Linked DNA regions of Gossypium hirsutum: region 1 is linked to region 2. A link is a contact called in public Hi-C data. All regions are on one chromosome and are shown on one strand. The core of a region is the stretch at or near the end of the contact, and the rest is flanking DNA. Distances in the headings are between cores, read along the strand shown. Region 1 holds the start of LOC107919490. Region 2 has its middle 38 kb from the start of LOC107944519.

Evidence for each region. A called contact is a pair of places that touch in the nucleus more often than the background predicts.
Region 1: a contact with region 2 is called in a Hi-C map of leaf, with 4 times the contacts expected there. The contact joins the promoter of LOC107919490 here to the enhancer-like site in region 2. A contact is called at or near these places in 4 of 34 Hi-C or Micro-C datasets (callus and leaf).

Annotation. Positions count from the first base shown.
Region 1 is chrA08:113,188,048-113,195,167 of Gossypium_hirsutum_v2.1, forward strand. LOC107919490 reads left to right here and starts at 4,281. Exons shown (of 65, transcript XM_041074825.1): 1 at 4,281-4,406; 2 at 4,537-4,691; 3 at 5,408-5,511; 4 at 6,044-6,178; 5 at 6,288-6,338; 6 at 6,780-6,874; 7 at 6,962-7,079. The coding sequence starts at 4,595.
Region 2 is chrA08:113,084,275-113,092,025 of Gossypium_hirsutum_v2.1, forward strand. No RefSeq gene overlaps it. Among protein-coding and RNA genes, the nearest start is that of LOC107944519, 38 kb to the left of the region's middle. Within about 2 kb of position 4,642, at least 3 of the 9 cell types and tissues checked have an H3K27ac peak or open chromatin away from gene starts, as enhancers often do. A contact at or near this core is called in leaf, where this site is marked.

The DNA.
Region 1 (7,120 bases), core at 3,031-5,530, 100 kb after region 2:
GAATTTAATTAATTCGGTTAAAACTCACATATGATAATTATATGAAATTTAAAAATTTATGTATATAATTGTATATGATAAGTTTCAAATTTAGACACAATACTTTTATATTTGTTAATGTATTACGATTCTATTGACAATATCATCTAGGATATTAGCTATTCTCCATTTTCGATCTCCCGAGATTTATGACAGTCACGAATAACCTCCTTTGAGTCTAACTCAACAATCAACTCTATTGCCAGCTTTAGACCCTCTTTGACAGCATAGGCTTCACTTCAGCTCGTAAGGCACTATGAACATGCACCTTTTTGGCCCCATCACCTAGCATTTTACCATTAACGTCCAGGGAAATAATACCAAGAGCCTTTTCCTTTGTTGCTTCTTTGAAAGCTCCATCGCAGTTCATCTTGACAAAACCTTCTTGTAGGGCCCTGGACTTATCAGCAGAACAGGAAACATTGTAGTGAATTTTATTCTTAAATTGAAAAGAACCTAACACTACATTCATGGCAAAGGTAAGTTTATCAACTGTACCCTTATTATCCACTTCCTTTTTTTCCAATGACACGTCGCGTCTGCCTTTCCATGTATACCAAACAGTAAATGGCACCCATACTTTATCCTCCACCAACAGTTCTTTACAAGACAACACCTTAAAAAACCATTTATCAAATTTGCAAATTTTATCCCTTTCGATTTTGAGACCATTCTAACCAACAAACCAAACCCCACGAGTCCATTCACAGCCAAAACACATACGCTCAATAGACTCCTCCTCTTGCTGACATATTGGGCATAAAGGTTGAGAAACAACTCTTCTTTTAAACAGATTTACAAATGTAGCAATTGAATCAGTACACAGCTTCCACAAAAAATGCTTGATTTTACTTGGAACCTTCAAACTCCAAAGAAGCTTCCAATGCTTTTTGTTGATTTGTCTAGAAGAGGAAGGCTTCGAAGCTCCACCTTAAAGGGAATATTTCTTCAACTCAGAATATTAGATTTAACAGATTAAGTTCCTGTATTTACATATGGACATATAAGTGAATCTTTCCCTTTGATTGACAAATTGCGACTTCTTTAACTGCACACCTTGCCTCATAAAAAATCCAGTTACCAATGGGCTTATCCTTCCATACCCTTTCCTCTTTATTCATCCATTCCACAACTTTTTTTTGGAAAGTACGTGCCCGCACCAGCTACAAGTTCAAGAAGCTTAGCATTTAGTTTAGGCATCTAGTGGTCACTCCAAATAGACACCACAATCCCTTCCTTAACCTGCCAAAGTAGTCTATCTTTTAAAATATCTCAACCAACCAATACACTGCTCAAAATCATGACGCTCTTGAACCCCTCACAACATCAATAAACTCAAACATGAGGAAAATATAAGGCCTTCAAAACCCTAGCCCACAACGCATTTAGTTTTTGAACCAATCTTCAGAATTGTTTGGCCAGCAATGCAATGTTGAAAGCTTCAAGATCCTTGAATCCAAGTCCCACGGCCATTTTATCCATTGTTAAGATTCCCAACTCCTCAAATGCACCCTACTTTCATCCTTTCTTTGACCAAACCGAGCCGTAGCATTATTGAGATCAAAACAAAGTTTCTTTGGCCATTTATAACATGCTATACTATAGATTGGGACAACACATTCAACTGCTTTCAAAATAACTTCCTTACCACCCATTGATAAGATTTGTTGTTTCCAACATTGCACCTTTGTTCAACACCCTATCTTTAATGTTAGCCCAAAACTTTACATCTGATTTTACCCAATAAACCCAAATATTAATCTGGACATCTCGCTTTTGGAATTCCCAACACAGCGACAATTTCAACTCTGATTCTCATGTCCATATTTGAGCTAAAGACAATATTGGATTTGTCTCGATTGACTGATTGCCCCGAAGCCTTCCAAACTGTTCAAGTAAAAGCATAAGCTCTTGAGACTTTCTCATCTATGCCTTCAAGAAAAATAGGGAATCATCTGCCAAAAAAAAGAAAGCAAGAAAGATGGGAAACCACTGGACATAGACTGTTAAAGTTTGACACTACTTAGGTGATGTGCTTGTGTTTCAACAATAATCATTCTAGACAGAACATCCATGACAAACAAAAATAAATAGGGCAGTAGAGGCTCCCCCGCCTAATACCTCTACTAAGAACAATCTTATCTGACGGTTTATCATTTACAATTAAAGTATACCACACAGTCCTAACACACTCCATCACCCAGCCGACCCATCTAACATCAAAACCCAATCTCAATATCACTTCCTCAAGGAAACCCCATTCCACACTATCATATGCCTTACTCATGTCTACTTTTAGTGTCATTTCACCATTCTTCCCCTTCTTCTTAAGCTTAAAATAATGAAAAATTTCTCTACCACTATATTATCATGTATCTATTTGTCACTCACACAAGGACTTTGATTATATGTCATAAGTTCTCCCTGAAAAGATTTCATTCTATTCACCAGCACCTTCGTTATTATCTTATAAACAAAATTATACAAACTTATGGGTCTAAATTGCAAGATCGTTTTAGGGACTTATACTTTAGGAATGAGAACTATATCTCTACAGTTCATCTCTCTACAAAGTATACCACTATGAAAAAAAACTACCTACTGCTTTAATTACATCTTCCTTTACAACCTCCCAAAATTTTTGAAAGAAAAAACCATTGAAACTATCAAGCCTAGGAGCCTTGTAAGCACCCAACTGAAAAACCGCAGCTCTTATCTCTTCCTCCGGAACTCTCTTAACCAGCTACTCGTTCATATAAACAGAAACCACTTTAGGCACATAATTAATCGTATTTCCCCACTCCCTAACACCATCGGTCCGAAAAAGACTATGGTAAACCCCCTAAACTTTTTAATAATATCCAACTCCTCATCAAGCCAAACACTAGATTCATCTTTAATACGTAACACCTTATTGAATTGCCTCAAGTACTTTGTTGTTTGATGAAAGAATTTGGTGTTCTTATCACCAAACTCCAGCCATTTAACTCTAGAATACTGGAACCAGTATTTCTCCTCTAGACTCCAAACCCTTTTCAATTCAACTTTCAGTTCATACTCCTCTGAAAAATCTCAATTTTCTCCAACAAATAATCAATAACAACCCTATTATTCCCAACAAACACTCTTGCTCCACTGCATTAAATGACATTTACACCTTTAAGTTTCTGCAACAGATAAAAAGCATGAGGACCCATAAAAAACTGATCCGAACCCTCTTTTATAATTTCCTCACATTCGTCGAGATCTGCCCACATCAATTCAAACTTGAATCTCCTTGGAGCCTGTCTATCTTTACGATCAGTAGTCAAAACGATTGGGGAGTGATCCGAACCTACAACAAAAAGATTAAACACCAACGAGTCTGAGAACATATCCAGCCATTCTTTATTAACCAGAACTCGATCAAGCCGCTCTCTAATCACCTGCCCCTCTATAGAGTTGAACCAAGTATAAAATTGACCTTTAGCGGGCAAATCAATAAGAGAACGACCTTCAATAAAATTCTGAAAACTTCTTAAACACCTATCTGCTTTCATTTTGCTCCCATTCATCTCTTCTAAGTCCTTAACATCATTAAAATCCCTTATACACATCCAAGGGCCTACAACGGTTCTAGATTTTCGTATCAAAATAACCCAAATAACTTGTGTGTCATGAAACACTAGTGCTTTATAAATCTAACATATCCGAGAGCTTTGTCCCTTACCCATATCACAAACCAAAGTATCAATAATGTTTATATTAGCAGCCATTATTTGAACTTTAAGACCTTCTTTCTACCATAAAAATAACCCTCCACTAAGACCATTAAGATCCACATATTCTCCATAATTAAACTTCAGCCGAATCCTTAACTTATTTACTTTACGATTTTAAGAATAACAAAATTTAATTTAATAATCTTAAAAAGATGAAACCTAAAATTGAAAAAGTAAGAAATACATAAATTAAAATATAAAAACTAATACTAAGTAATAACAACTCAAAATCTTTCGAGCAAAAAAAAGGGCAAGCAAAAATATATCCATTACTACGATGTAGATGAGTTAACGGCAAACGTTTAACAAAGCTTAGGTGTCAAAATTTGCAAAGGCAAAACGGCTGCGCGCCACCGCCTTTCTTATAATGGCACAATAGTAATATTGGGGGAGAATAGTACCCTTTATTCCAATCAGCTGAGCTGTAAATACCATAACTTTCGCATCACATATTACAGAAACCAATATTGAGTTGCCACTGATTAAAAAAGTCAAAGTCAAATAAACAAGATCTACATGAAGGACTTACCCATGGACTGCTCTATAACTGTAACGACTCTCCCTACTCTAGCGTATTCCAGTCAGTCACTACCTTCCATTCAAAAGGTGCTGGCGTGTTTTTGAGAAAAACCCACACCTTTTTTTTTTTTTGTGTAACCGCTATTTATTCAAGTTTTCTTCCTTCTTTCCTCAAAAATTTACAATGTTTTACATTTTAGATTCCTTTTATGAACAGTATCTCGCATAGTTCAGATTGAAGATTCCAATAAAGAAAAAGAAAAAGAACAGGGAAGATGTTGGAGGATCAAGTGGCGTACCTCTTGCAGAGGTATTTGGGGAACTATGTCAGAGGTCTCAATAAAGAAGCTCTTAAGATCAGTGTTTGGAAAGGTTTGTGTCTTTTTTCATCACTTCGTTTTTTTTATCTGTTGGGTTATTGTGTCTATTATCGAAAATGTTCATTAAGGGTTTTTTTTTCTTGTTTATGCTTCTTCTATTGTTTTTTACGTTTAATTTGAATGTTTTATTCTGTCATGTGATTTAATCGTGAGTGAGTGTTTTCGAAATTGGTTTGTTTTGGACTAATTATTTATCTACTTTCTGTTTTGCTTAATCTTTTATTGTGGATGGAAATGTTGATAGAATCAAGACAATTTTAGTATTGGTTCGAAGTGATAAACATGCTATCTAAGACTGTTAATTAATTTTTATTGGAGTTATAGGCATGGGTTATGAGCATGTTTGCCACCATGATTTTAAGAGTTCACTTCTGCTTGGATGTCTATTATCTACTAACGTGAGTTCCATTTGATAAAAATTATACTCCACCCAAATGTTTAGAAGGGGCAAAAACTTGAAAAAACTTTAGGACATTGAGGGAAATCTAAGAAAGAGTTTGAAATACTCGACAAACAACATTAGATTGAGGTTGCTTAAGATATGATTGGGAGATACAAGAAGGTTTTAAAGTTGATTGGTGAAAGTGGTATGGACTATGATGTTCAAGACTTATCTTTCAAAGATTGTGCAATTTATTTGTATGTTAGTTCCCTTGGATTCTGTTGCTTTCTTGATATCTTCACTTAACTTTCTCAAATTTAAAACAGGTGATGTTGAGCTAACTAACATGCAACTGAAGCCTGAGGCACTTAATGCATTAAAGCTGCCAGTGAAGGTCAAGGCAGGATTTCTTGGATCAGTTAAACTTAAGGTTTGTGGTGTAGCTATTGTTGTCTCAAATTCTTATTATTAGGCCAGGCTCTATGTTCTTAATTTTTTAGACTTGCTTGCAGCTGTTTGATGAAATATAAAATACAAAATAGAGTGAACAAATTATAATCCTAGATCCATGAGGGTGAAATTTATGAGGTTCAGAAACTAATTCAGGTATGAAGTTATTGTTAAAGATGGTTGAGACGATGTTGGTGGTACAGTGACTGTGTGGAAGTGGTGGCTGGGTGGTAATATGCTACACCAGACATGTTTATGATGGAGTTGAAGTGTAATATAATAAAACTTTTAGTGTTGCATGGCGTTTTTTTTTTTTTTTGGGGGGGGGTGTTTATGTGAGGAAGTCTGAGTGGGGAGATGAGATTTGAACCTTGGAAGTTAATCCTCCGGCTCCCAAAGAGGGGGCAACAACTCCAGCTTAAGTGATTGGTGCCAGTTTTGACATCATGTATAGTTCTTCAAAAGTTTGTTGCATTCTTGTAAAGTTCCTATGTTTTACATGCTGATTTCAGGTTCCATGGAGTAGGCTCGGCCAGGATCCAGTTTTGGTTTACTTGGATCAAATTTTTCTATTAGCTGAACCTGCAACTTTTGTTGAAGGGTGTAGTGAGGATGCTATCCAAGAAGCTAAGAAAAACCGAGTACGGGTAAGACCGGGTGAGCAGTGTGTTTGTTAATGTTAAACGTAGAAGAATAAGATGTGGTTGAAAATTAAATTTATATATTTACTGATTTAATCTTTGTTGGTGATGATAGGAAATGGAAATGAAGCTGTTGGAGAGAATGCATCATTTGAAGTCTGAAATGGTATTTTGATGAGATTGTCTATATAGTACTTTTGAAAATTGAAATAGTGACTGTAATTAGCTGGTCATGTTTCTTCACATGGTTATATGCTTGAACAGTTAGGCTTTTTACCTTTTAAACTTTATTTTACCTTACATAAACTTTCTCCTTTATGATCCATGAACTCTTATGGCCTTGATAAGGTTCAGTGTTTACAAATATTTCCAACCTTTAGAACTCACAGGTGCTATGAGGTAGGGTAGACTAAAAGCTATGTTTTATCTTCTGTATGCAGAGCTCAACTGTATTCTACTTCCTTTTCCTTGATTCTGCATTTAACTTCTGAAATTTGCAAATATTTATTGTGCACGAGTCAAAAAGTATTGGTGTTTCGAATCTTTTCTTCAGACAACTTTATATTTGGTAGCTAATTATGATAAAAATCCACCTTTGTGTTTGAAGAATAAATCATGGTTGGGATCCCTTATCAGCACAATAATTGGTAACTTGAAGCTCTCAATATCAAATATTCACATCAGATATGAGGATCTTGAGAGGTAAAGTAAAGCCTAATGGTTAATGTTCTATGTTTTTAACAATTCATGTGGAACTTACTGGTGTTTTCTTGCCCCTTCCCATTTTAGCAATCCTGGCCATCCTTTTGCTGCTGGCCTTACATTGGAGAAACTCTCAGCTGTAACAGTTGATGACAGCGGGAAGGAGACTTTTGTTACCGGTGGTGCACTGGATCGTATACAGAAGGTTTCTCTTATAGTGAAATATCAAACTTGATTTTTTATTGT
Region 2 (7,751 bases), core at 3,392-5,891:
TGATTACAGAAAGTATTATAGAGACAGACACGTTAGAAGTTAAATTTTATTTTTTCTTTTTTAATAAAAAATTAAAATTAATTATTGTACGTTAAATCAAAGAATAAATTTTTTTTTTTGTTAAAAAAATTATTTATTTTTAAGGTTAAAAGTTAGTCTCTATTCGTCAACAAGAGATATATGTGACACATCATGTATAACTGTTTGGTTATTCTATCAATTATGTCAGTTTTTAACAATACAAATAGATAGAATTTTAACAGAAAAACTAATTTGCTATCTAATCTAATCTAATGCGTAAAGATTAATTTACCTATTTTTTAAGTAGATGAAATAAAATGTAATCTAATTTTTAATATAGAGCCTCCACAATATGTTTATCGTTGATTGTTAAAACATGGATCATTAAAACAAGTAGATGTATATAATTTTCAGTTACAAAATTATGTATTGATTGAAACTTTTATTTTTGGGGGGCTAAAAACGTGTATGCTGAGCTGATCCAACTAAAATTATCCAATTTCTTGGTCTACTATCATGACTTGTTTATATATATATATATATCTAACCCAAACCTCCAAATCTTCCCCAAATTTCTTAATAATGAAAGATTGAAAATGACCGATACAAAACAAAATACAAGGTTAGTTAAGCAAGCCTGAGGAGATAAACCAAAGAAAAGCAGCAAGCATAATGATAATAATCAAGATTGGTGCTTCCCTTATGGTCCCTACTATGGCTTTTAAACCTTCAAACAGCTACAAATTGTCTGTCCAAAGGATATATTCCAATTAGTATGGCTTATCTCATTTGCTTTAATAGTTAATATCCATGGCTTCATTGACAAGGTGCAATTTGGGATTATTGTAAACAATAAAAATAAGTCAATTGAAGCAGGTGGATCCTGTCAAATTGTGGTTTCGAATCACACATTTGAACGTGTTTCATAAGGGATCATATTGAAGCAACCAAATCCAAACAAGTGACTCCAAAGCCACCCCAAAACCAAGCTTAAGTTTCCCAATATCTTTGCTTTTTTTTTTTTTTTGGCGCATTAGCCATCAACATTATAGCTTTGAATTTGATGATCAATTCCCCGATTTGTTTCTTAAATCTTCTAATACATTTTATTTTTTCAACTAAAAAAAAGAAAGAAAAATTAGTCACTATACATTAAATGAAAGAACAAACTGATCATTCTATTAAAACTTCCATCTATTTTTACTTTAAAAAATAGTCTTTATATGTTAGAATGATTTACACAGGACACACCACGTGTAACTATCTGGTTATTTCGTTAGCCATATTAATTTTTAACAATAGAAATTAATAATTTTTTTAACAAAAAGGACCTGTTTACTCTTTGATATAACATATATGGACTAAGTTTCTCAATATTTAAATAAAAGGAACAAAATGTAATTTGACTCTTAATATAGTGTCCTCCACGATATTTTTCTTATTAGAAATAATATGAAATATAAAGAGATTTTTTTGGGTTTTCAACTATTTGTTTGAATTTTCAAACTGTGTGTCTCAAAACGAAAAAGTAAAAGAAATTATTTTTCTTAGGGAAAATTTAAATGATGGACATCAATTTTGAGATAAAAAGAGAGTGAGAAAGAACCTAACCTAATCCAACTAATAAGACAAAAGAAAATGGTTAATTAAGCTGATTGAACTTTAATTTTTTTTTTCCTAACCCAAAAGCCACCACCGAAAGAAGAAGACAAATTGATGAAATGTCAAATCTTCATCTTCTTGTCATCTTTTATTATTAATCAATATGTTTATTTATTTATTTTTAAATTTGGTCCTCCATAATCTTTACAACTAAGAAAAACCCACCTCCTAATTTTGGGCTGTTGTTATAATGAAGTAATAAGCAATGGGCCTGATGAAACAGATAATATGTTTTAAAAAGTCAATAATTAATTAAGATTGAGACTCAGACATGGGGATTAATTAAAATACATATATTATATCCCCATAACAAACAAAGAGCAAGTACCAATGTACTAAATTTTTGCACTGAAAATACTTTGGAATTTTCAAGTGTCCCAAAGTCACATGCGCAGCACATGATGTGCTTGATTTCAACTGCCACAGTTCTAATTTTGTTGATTTTCAGATTTTGGAAGAGTTGGGACCCTTTATTGATAAAGACAATTTAGGCCTAATAGTAATGGGGACTGCTATATGGATCTGGTTCTTAATTTAGCCTATGGTTGGTCCAAACCTGCTTTCCTTTAAATTTCATGAAATAAAATTAGTTTTAAAAAAAATAATTTTATCCAGAGTATTAAGAAAAAAAAATTGATGCATGTAGTATCATTTCTTATTTGAGACTTTTTATTTATTTATATATATATTTAGGTCAAAAGAGATGATGAATTAGAACCAAAATGATTCTAAAATTTAGGCAAAATTGGTGCATGTTTTCTCTCACAAGTGAACAGTTTCTTATGATTGCCAACAAAGAAAGAAATCTTTTAAATTCAATTATCATTTGTTATACTTACTAGAAACAATTAATAATATTTCCAAATCACACACTTGCTTAATTGCTTATTATTTTGAGTTATTTATGAGTGGGACATATGCAATCTCTTTATAATTTTAAAAAAAAAATCCCTCCCTCACAATATAATGCACCTCAATCAAAGAAGAGTGAGGGGATGTTTGAATTATTTGAATTTGGAAGGATGGGAAATGAAAGAATGCAGGGTGCATGTGTTAGGGAGTTGGAAATGCCTTGGAAAACTTATCAATTCAAATATGGAAAAAGTGAGAAACCATTCAAACATATATATATATATATGATATTAATATATTTTATATTTATTTAGGACTTCTCGAAATATGAATTTAAAAATTTACTCAAATTTATTTATTTTAGGCTCGCTCATAGTATTGTATTATTATATGTTTTAATTTTTTGTGATATAATTTACACAATATATAAAAACAAATATATATTACAAAAGTATAAAATGGTTTGGATCAAGTCAAGTTCAAGCCTTAAATGTTAAAATCCCAACCCAATTCATATATTAAGTGAGTCTAATTTTTTTGCTCAAGTCTATTTTTCGAGCCTCATACTACTATCTGAATCCTTCCATATTTCGAGTAGACCTTCGAGCTTAGATTAGTAACTTGATCCATAAACAAGTTTATCCATGAGGCAATGGACTTATTCTTCAAGCATTTGAACCAAGTTTTGATCCAAATTCCAATCACGAAATTATTAATGTTGGGAGGATTTTATTTAAATGCTACCGCAACTTAAATAAGATTAATCTTTAATCATAAAATGGGTGAATACACATATCATTATACCAAAAAGAATTCTAGTACTCCAGCTATAGTTAAAATTTTACCTTTTGCTTTAGAAAAAGATTAAAGTCAAGCTAATTAACATTTCCCAATCCTCTCTAATGAATCTACTCTCTTAGTTTTTTTTTTCTATGGAATTAGGTGATTGATGATAAGGAAGAGAGGAGAGATCATCTAGGTAGGACTGACTTGAAATGGGGAAATGTGCCAAAATATATTTTTAAAGGAAAACAAGTGTGATAGATGAGAAGGAAAGCATGAATTATAGCCAAAAAGAGATGAGATAAAATGCAAGGCAACGTGGATGTAAAGGAAAGAAACACTGAAATATTATGCTATATATGAAATTGAAAGGTGGGGGGGGGGGTGTGGTGTGCTCTTGTAATTTTGTATTCAAGTAGGAGGGAAACATCCACAGCCTTTCTTTTTGAATAGCCTCATCATTTCAATAATTTGTTAATAAAAAAATGAAGTAGTAAATTTTGATTAGTATATCAAATATTTATTCATAAATAAATAAAGTTAAAGTTGTCCCTCTTACAATTCTTTCCCATCTATTGGAACTTTCTTCCCTATTAATCCTCATCACTTAAACCCTTTTTTTTTTCCCTTCAAATTAATTTTAATTATTTTAGGTGGTTCAATAAGGACACCATGAGTATTTTTAGTATTGCTCCAAATGGCCGAAAATAATAGATTATGGCTTAGCTTAAGGTAATTAGTTTTATTAGTCAAATTTCGGGTCATTACACCCTTGAAAATGAAATTGGGTGCTAACAACCACAATCAAACTAGTTTTATTTTGAACTATGTATATATTCTCCCTCAAAACAATATATAAAAGCAGAAGTTGGATATAAATATAGCATTTTATTTTGCATGACAAATTTGAAAAACTTTAGAGTAAAAGGAAAAATAAATTGCCACACTTGGCATTGCTTGATTTATTTGTTTATTAGGGAAAACAATGTTATCTTTGAAAAATGACCTAAACCAAACATGTCAATCTTGTAGGTTTATACCATTTCGAAAATGACTGAGCAATATGAATATAAACCCTTTTCAATGAAGCCAAAATTCTTGGTCGACCAAACCCTATTTCAAACTCAAACAATTTATTCTTTCTTTTTCTACCTTTTCACATGCAAGCCATGCATATATGCAGTTACCCTAAATTAAAGAAGTGATAATAAATGAAATAAAAGATGCCAATAAATCTTTGTATGTATCCACCCACACAGCAGGCCACCACAATCTGAGTATGGTGTAGTAGTGATTATTTGTTTGTTTTGTTTGGGGAATAATAGTTTTTTTTAGGAGGGCTGTAATAGGAAGAAAAGGTGAGAGAATCATTAGTGATAAGTGGAGATACAGACATAGGGAAAAGGATTTTTATTTGGTTTGTTGTTTGGAAGTGCAAATGTGTATGTCTGACGCGTGAACGTTATCAATGCTTCCCGATTTCCTAAGGGCTAAGAGAGAGACGTTAAAAGTGGTATATTTGGGAATTTAAGCGTAACATGCTCACCATCAACCTTTTCAAATTGGATTACTTCATTATTTTGGGAACTAAACATTATAATTTTTTTAATATTCTGGTTTGAATTTTTTTTAAGATTAAGTTCTAAATTTGATAAATATTTTTATATTAGAGTTTAAACTTGACAATTTTTTTTACATTGGGGACTTTTTTTTTGTTAAAGTTAGGCTGTGAACTTAGTAATTGTTCTCACATTAAGGCCTGAACTATAGGGTTTTTAAGGACTAACTTGGATAAAAATAAGTTTAAGTTCCAATATGGGAACATTTGCCAAATTTAGGGCCTAACTTGGACTAAAAAAAAGTTTAGACCCCAATATGGGAACAATTGCCAAGTTCAGAGCTTAACTTGGACAAAAAAAAATTCAGGCCTCAATGTGGGAAGAGTTGCTAAGTTCAAGCCCCAAAATGTAATTTAACCATTTCAAATTATATTAAAAGTTTGGTTTTTAAGGTGATAAAATATCATGGACGACTCTACACTAAGAGTCGATTGCATTTTGCCTCTCTACTAAAAAAATGAGTAGATTAGTCCATATACATTAGATAAAAGAGTAAACTGATCATTGTGTTAAAAATTTCATCAATTCTACTATTAAAATTTGGTCCATGTATGTCAGCATGAGTACACATGGCACGCCATGTGTTGCTGTTTGATTATTCTACTAGCCACACTAGTTTTTAACAGTACAAGTGGATGGAATTTCTAACAAAAAAGATCAATTTGCCCGTTGATCTAACGTAAACGGATTAATTTGCTTAATTTTTGAGTAAAGGGAGCAAAATGGAATCTGACTCTAGTACAAGGGCCTTTATGATACTTTTACCTTTTTAGGGTCCATTTGGATGGTCAGTTAATTTAATTCCAATGGGATTAAAAAAAATAACCATGAAAATAACCATCATAGACATTAAATTAAAATGTATATATATAATAAATCCTAAAATTTTATATTTAAATTATTAAAAAGTAGAATTAAATTTATCTTGGGTCAATTACAATTAAAAATTTATTGAAATTAGATTAATTTAAAATCATAATAATAATTGAAATTATATTTAAACTAAAAAATAAAATTAATAATAACAAAAATAATTAAGGAGTTGAAATGGTAATTATTTCAGTCTAGTACTTTTACTGGGGGTAACTTTTTGCCTTTCATTCCCAATGCAGTTGGGGTAAAAAACCCAATCCAAAAGGAGTCTTAATTTTCTTTTTCTTTTTTTATAGAAAGGGAAGCCTTTAATAATCTCTATTTTTTAAATCGTTCATTTTCAATCCTGAGATTATCAATTATATTTAAAATTTTGGCATAATCACAAAATTAACTCTCAAGTCTTTTTGCGATTTAAAAAAAAGTATTGTTAAATTAATAAAAATTATAAAATGAAGAACTAAATTTATAATTATAAGTAATTTTCAAATAGATAACGAAATTTTTTTACTTAAAGCACTGAAAACAAGGAACTCAAAAAGTAAAAAGATTATTTTGAACAAATAATAGTAGAGGGACTAAATCCACATAATCAATAAATATAATGACCACCCATAAAATTTAACCTATCTAAAATATTTATCTTGAGTAATTAGATGAAATTTAAAGTTGAGGGGAGAATATGCATATTAATGCATTGATGTACTTCATAACATACGTTTCTTATCTGATATGATAATCCATCATTGATGATCCTTGGCCGAGGTCCTTGTCCCACTCAGCGCCAACTCAAAGGCAATGGCGTAATATTGTTTCTTTCTTAGTTGATGGTTCCATTGCCAAACGCAAGCTGACGGCTGACCACCACTTGACCCGATCACCTCAACGCCCTTCCAATTTTCGACAAAAATGGGAATATAGATATGTTGTTTTCAATTTAATTCGGACTCTAATTTCAAAACTTTGCAACTCATAATTTTGTAGGTACATGATTTTATACTTATCATCATTCTCTTGAATATTTTGGATTTACATTTTCATATTATTGCGGGTTTTAACTTTTTATTTTGACATAAATAAATAAGTTTTATACTTTGTTTGGTTATTAATGTAATAATATTAAGAAAAAGTTTATTTATTATATATGTTAGTTAAGCATAAATAAAGAATAGTTAATGTAAATTAAAATCAAAATTAAAAATATGAGTAAAAACTTTTGTAAAAAATAAGACCTTTTTAAAATAAGCAAAAATTTCCCCTTTTTTTAATATAAGCCATGTGAGTCACTAAAAGTTATCAATTTAAATTAGTTTATTGCTAACTAATACTAAAACATGATGGATAATTAATACTCCTACTAAATGTAGTATTGATTTTTATTTTATTTTTTTAAAAGTACAACTTCATTTCTTTAAAATTGGATTACAAAAGCAACCTATAACCTAAAAGACTACTGATTTCCAAGTCGATAGGCTTACCTCGTACACCTAAGCTTAATGCCGCTTAAAGTTAATAGGTAAAGACAATGAACGATCCAACTCTAAGACATGACAAATAGAAGGGGGAGCAATATCCTACGAATGACAATCAACAGGGGATAAAGTCACCCTAGCAAGTTGATGTGTCACTTTATTGGTTAATCATCAAATCCTGCGAAAATATATGAATTCAAACAATGAATGAAGCAGTAAATAGTCATGCAACACTGTTCCAAGTTCTGATAAATTAGAAATGTTGTTATTCAAGGCTGAAACTGTTGGAAAAAATAGACTTTTAGAAGCTTTGAGGCATATTCTCGATTAGTAAAAGTGGAGATTTGAATCATAAAATTATGATTTTATATTCTACCCCATGAGACCTTTACAACAATATATCATATGCTCAAAATGGTTAAGTGATGAATGAGAAATTGATCCTTAAAGTAAGCCACTTGTGAATTAT